2 separate regions of the Mus musculus genome follow, and region 1 is linked to region 2. A link is a contact called in public Hi-C data. All regions are on one chromosome and are shown on one strand. The core of a region is the stretch at or near the end of the contact, and the rest is flanking DNA. Distances in the headings are between cores, read along the strand shown.

Evidence for each region. Hi-C and Micro-C count contacts between places; a contact is called where the count stands out from the background.
Region 1: a Hi-C map of cerebral cortex shows a contact between it and region 2, with 6 times the contacts expected there. The contact joins two enhancer-like sites. A contact is called at or near these places in 9 of 39 promoter capture datasets (the 3T3-L1 cell line, the HPC-7 cell line, HPC-7-derived erythroid cells and 5 more), 1 of 15 datasets of contacts at CTCF or cohesin (large pre-B cells), 4 of 484 Hi-C or Micro-C datasets (cerebral cortex, embryonic fibroblasts and liver), 1 of 115 datasets of contacts at active chromatin or transcription factors (embryonic stem cells) and 2 of 9 other capture datasets (adipose tissue and liver).

Annotation. Positions count from the first base shown.
Region 1 is chr7:141,927,453-141,930,152 of GRCm38.p6, forward strand. All of the region lies in intron 2 of Gm32539 (a long non-coding RNA gene), which reads left to right. Among named protein-coding and RNA genes, the nearest start is that of Gm32539, 4.5 kb to the left of the region's middle. Within about 2 kb of position 1,384, at least 6 of the 459 cell types and tissues checked have an H3K27ac peak or open chromatin away from gene starts, as enhancers often do. A contact at or near this core is called in cerebral cortex, where this site is marked.
Region 2 is chr7:141,804,159-141,806,858 of GRCm38.p6, forward strand. Muc5ac (mucin 5, subtypes A and C, tracheobronchial/gastric) reads left to right here. Exons shown (of 49, transcript NM_010844.3): 27 at 128-256; 28 at 517-670; 29 at 1,298-1,341; 30 at 1,455-1,640. Among named protein-coding and RNA genes, the nearest start is that of Muc5ac, 17 kb to the left of the region's middle. Within about 2 kb of position 1,298, at least 14 of the 459 cell types and tissues checked have an H3K27ac peak or open chromatin away from gene starts, as enhancers often do. A contact at or near this core is called in cerebral cortex, where this site is marked.

The DNA.
Region 1 (2,700 bases), core at 134-2,633, 120 kb after region 2:
GTGAAGGGGCTGGCAAACCTGACAACCTGAGTTTGACGAGAACCCATGTGGTGGAAGGAGAGAATTGACCCTTGAAGATCATTGTTTGACCTCAGCAGATGAGCCATGACATAGGCATGTGTGTGTGTGTGTGTGTGTGTGTGTGTGTACATACACAGAGGCACAGAGACACACACAGAGAGACACACAGGCACACACAAAATGTAATAACATTTTTTTCTAAAATATTAGGCCAGATGTGGTAGTGTATACCAGTAACCCTGGCCAAAGGAGCAGAATTATGAATTCAAACCCATCCTAGGCTATATTGTGAGCCCCTGTCTCAACAAAACAAAACAATATGTACACCCCCTCCCACAAACCATAAATAAATCAAAAAGTGAAAACTCAGCACGTGTCGAGAAAGGAAAGGAAAGGACGGTGTTATAGACATTTAGCTACTTATGCCATTAAACTTCCAACTATTGAAATGGATAATTTGTAGGTCAGAACATTTGGGGTCAGAACAAACTCATTCACTAAACTCATTCCCAAATGTCCTGTGATAGCATCCTAGGACCCAGGCCAACTAGAGTAGGGACAGGGAGTAGATAAACATGGGCCCCTGCCCGTGAGCCTCCAACTTTGTAACAGGACCTGGAGAGGCAGACAGCCAGGCTGAAGGTGACTGGGAGAGTGGAGGTAGTGACTTTTGCCTGATACTGATACAGTGAGGACCTGACGGCGGGCTCAGTGAATAGTCAAGTTGTATATTCCGTCCAAATGTGAACATAAGCTGTGTCCCTACAGCTGCAGACAGCTCCCTCGGTCCTGGCTCCTGCACAGTCACAGACTAGACTGGCTCCTGCACAGTCACAGACTAGACAGAGAACCACTCATATAGACACACACAGACATGTACACAGACAATCCACATGTCACACACACCCAGACATACATTCACACAGCCCAGTCTCACACACAGTCCCAGAGAAACACACACAGAGACACATAGACATAGGCATGCATACATAGATACACATAGACTAGCATACAGACAGCTCACACGTCACAGATCCATAGACACACACACACACACACACACACACACACACTCACACCAAGAAAGAAATACACCAAAAGAGAAAGACACAGGACAATACTTCAGAGGATGCAGACACAAAGACTCCAAGGAGGTTCACTCTTCCGTTTATGTTAGTCCCTGTGCCCCATATTCAGGAGGTGTCCCTGTCCCATGGCTATACCTATGGCCTGTCCCCTGCCCCTCCCAAGATAAATGGTTTTCCAGGCTTGGAACTGTGGGTTCTCTACACTTGTGGAAATGCACAGAGCTGCCTTTGTGCTTCCTAAATAAGACACTAGGAACGGGAGGATGGAAATAGCAGCTAGTCGTGGTGGGAAGCGGGTTATCTCGGCGCGAGGGCGGCAACAGTAGGAAGTCTATTATTGCACCCAGCTCAGCGCACAGAGCGGGAAGTGCATCAGGAATAGAAATCAGTGTCTTAGCAGCCCAGGATGTGGCTCAGAGTGCCCCCCCCAAGCAATGTCCCCTAACTCCTTCCATGTCAGACGGACAGGACATTCCTTACGTCTAAAACGAAGCACAAAGGAGAATTTAGGGAGACTTAGCGTGTTCACTTCCAAGTTTTTGGCCCACGGCAGAGGCGGTTTTCTCTGTTTTTGGTTATGAATTAAATTCTCCCAGACTGTCACGGTTTTTGTAGTTCTCTGACACATCTCTTGCTGGATTTACTCACAGGTATTTGATATTTGGAGGGGGGTACCATGAACATCGTCTCCTCTTAACCATGGTTTGAACAACTTGGTTTTTTGTTGTTGTGTTGTTGTTGCAGCTTGGTTTGACTTTAGTTTTTGTCACTGTGATGGTTGCTGGCTGTTTGTTTTAGACATCTCTAATGTAGTTGAGGATGACCTTGAACTCCCGATCGATCTTCCTGCCTGTTGAGAGGACGTGTGTACATCACCTCACCTGGCTCACAACTGACTTCTTGCACCACTTTTTCCTTTTTTCTTAGTAGTTTCCTGCATATGTAAGTATGGTAGGTGTGTGTGTGTCTGAGTGTGTACTGGTGTGTGTGTGTGTGTGTGTGTGTGTATGAGTGTGTGTCCATGTGAAAGCCCACGGCTGATGTTATGAGTCTTCCTCCAGCTTCCTTCTGCCTTTTCATTGTGCTCTTAGATTTGGCTAGTCTCCTCACTAGCCAACTTGCCCCAGGAATCCCTTGTCTCTGCCTTCGAGGGCTGTAATTGGAGGCAGGCTGCTGTGCCCACTTGGCACTTGTGTGGTTTCTGGTGATCCAGTCCTCTCACATGAACGGATAGAGCTTTACCTGCTGAGTCCTATTCTCAGCTCACATTCATTTTTTTAAAAAAAGAATTATTTACTTTTTATACAATTTTTATTAGATATTTTCTTCATTCACACTTTTTTATGTACACTGTAGCTGTCTTCAGAAGAAGGCATCGGGTCCTATTACAGATGGCTGTAAGCCACCCTGTGGTTGCTGGGAATTAAACTCAGGGCCCCTGGAACCTCTCCAGCTCCCTTACATTAATTTTTTTAGTAAAGCAAAATACATAGGATGTTAAATGTTCCACCTTAACCATTGTAAATGCATACACAGCTTGGCAGCAGTAAGTACCTCACACTAGTGTGTGGCCGCTCCTCTCCTGACCTTC
Region 2 (2,700 bases), core at 48-2,547:
TGCTCTGGCACTCCCATTAGGCAGAAACCTTTATCTGACTTACCCTTTCTTGGGGTGGGGTGGGGTGGGAAATGATTTAGCAGACCCTAGGCTCAGGCTTATTCCAGTAACTCTTTCCATTTTCCAGCACTGTTCTGTGACTACTACAACCCAGAGGGTCAGTGTGAGTGGCACTACCAGCCGTGTGGGGCCCCCTGCATGCGTACCTGCCAGAACCCTACTGGACAGTGCCTACAAGATCTCCGTGGTCTGGAAGGTAGACTGAAGGCTGAACTGGGAGGGGCAGGATCTGTTGGGTTCCTAGGATCAGAACTTTGGACAATCCTGGGATCTACGGCCTGGGGTCTATCCTGGGATTGGAGGCCTGGGGTCTTTTTATTCTTCCTGATCCCACTAGGAGCCTTTATGGTTTCAACCATGTTGTGATTGAGGCTGGTCCCAGGGGACAGACCTGGGCCATGGAATGAGAGGACTCTGGGAAGACTCTGTCTGGAACACAGGTCTCTTGGTCCACAGGATGCTATCCCAAGTGCCCACCAACAGCCCCCATCTTTGATGAGGGCACAATGCAGTGTGTATCCAACTGTACAGTCACCTTCCCCTGCCGCGTCAATGGAAAGTTGTACCGGCCAGGTGCATCAGTACCTTCAGACAAAAACTGCGATTCCTGGTGAGTCACTCTGCCAGAGTAATAGATGACCTGAAACACTGTGGGGAATTGGAACTAATCTTATAGCACCAGCCTGGGGTCTAGAAGTACCCTCAGTCCATGGTTGAGCTGAGGGGGAAGGATGACATCATCGGCACTGTGGGCCCCATGGATGCACACCTGCCTGAACCCCAGTGGCCTGAGCCTCAGCTAGGAGGGAGAGCACTGTTGCCTTAGGCTGAGCTGGGAAGGAGAGCAGCCTTGGCTTAAGGCTGGGCTGACAGGGAGGGCACCCTTGGCCTGGGGTTTTTTAATGAAGGGAGTAAAACCTCAGCATGGGGCTCAGGTGAGAGGAAAGGTGCCTTTGGCCTAAGGCTCATCTGGGAGGGAGGACACCCTTGACTTAAGATCCATCTTGTGTGTGAATGTGATGTGCACTCAGGCCAGGGCTGAGGGGACAATGTCCATCAAAGTCCACATTGCCTCTATTAGTTATTGACAGGGGACAATGCTTGAGAGAGTGTGACCTTAGTAGAGCAGACTTAGGCTGTGGCAGGGCTGTCTCGTCACTAACACTAAGCACAGCAGGTTCTAACAGAGGGTTCCAGTTCCTATGCGCTCAGTTCCACTTCTTGCTTCTCTTGACAGCATCTGCACGGAGAGTGGTGTGCGCTGTACCCACAATGCTGGTGGTGAGCTCCTGCAGCTCCCTCTGAGCTGGAGATGGGGTGGTGTGTGGGCAGGTGGGGCATTCGTTGCCAGAACTTTAGCACACTCTGACAGGCTAAACATCTATTCCCCACAGCCTGTGTCTGTACCTACAACGGGCAACAGTTCCATCCTGGGGAGATCATCTACCACACAACAGATGGCATAGGAGGCTGCATCTCTGCACACTGCAGGGCCAATGGTACCATCGAGAGGAGCGTTGACACCTGCAACTCCACCACCCCTACACCCCCCACCACTTTCTCCTTCTCCACACCGCCCGGTAAGGCAGATGTGACTGGTGGCAGAAAATGCTAGGTTTCCCAGGGGTATCCCTCTCCTTGGTGATTGGTACTGCCTCTCTTGCTGAATGTTAGGTTAATGGCTATCTTTAGATATTAGTGGCAGGCCATGAGGCTCAAGAGCTGGGAGGGACAGGAATACCTTGCTTTGTTCCACAGCAGAAAGGGATCAATCTTACTGACCACTGACCCATTCTGGCAGGCCTGGTATCCATGGTGCTGCTTTCTGTAGCTACTGGACATGACCTCAAGGGAGTGTGGGCCTTGAAAGGCTTTCTCTCCCTTTCAGTGACACAGATACAGGCCAGATTAGATCAGATTAAAAGTACATAAAGGCAGATTTATTAGGAGGCAGCTCTCAGGTGGGTTCACCGATCTCACAGGTGGAGATCAGTGAAGTTACACTGGCATCCAGGCTAAAGTAAGGGGGTTTTATAGAGCTTAAGTGAGGAGTGATGGCATACCAGCTAAGAGCTGGGATTGTGCCCATATGTGGTCAGAAACTGAGCCCCTGGGCGGGCACTCTTGGGTGAGCACTTGGAGATGGGAAGTGATGACGTGTTAGCACAGAGTTTATTCCAAGGGGGTGGGGGAGTTTTTTCTGTGTGGGTGGGGTTGGGGGAAGGAGGGCAGATGGGGGTTTCCCAGCTTGTGCGGGGCAAGCAGGGGTTCCAGCCTAACAGGCCTTAGCTTAGAAGCTCCGAGAACAAGTGGTTCTAGGCCAGCCTTGGATGAATATGAGATTCTCCCAGAATTCATAGCTGCCTGCTTGCTTTACACTGCATGGATCGCTAGGCGTCTCTGAGGTCTCACCCTCCTGGAGATTTTTAAAGTTACCCCAAACTAGTTTTGAGGGGTTTAAGCATGTAGATTCCTCTCAGGGCATGGCTCAGAGAGTAGAGATTACTCTTTAGAGATTAATTTGTCTGTTCATGGACCATCTCTGCCCACTGAAAGGCACTGGGAAGGTAGGCTGACTGACATGGCTATAATGTTCAGTTTTCAAAGTTGGTATGACCAGGGTGGTGAGACCCACAAGAC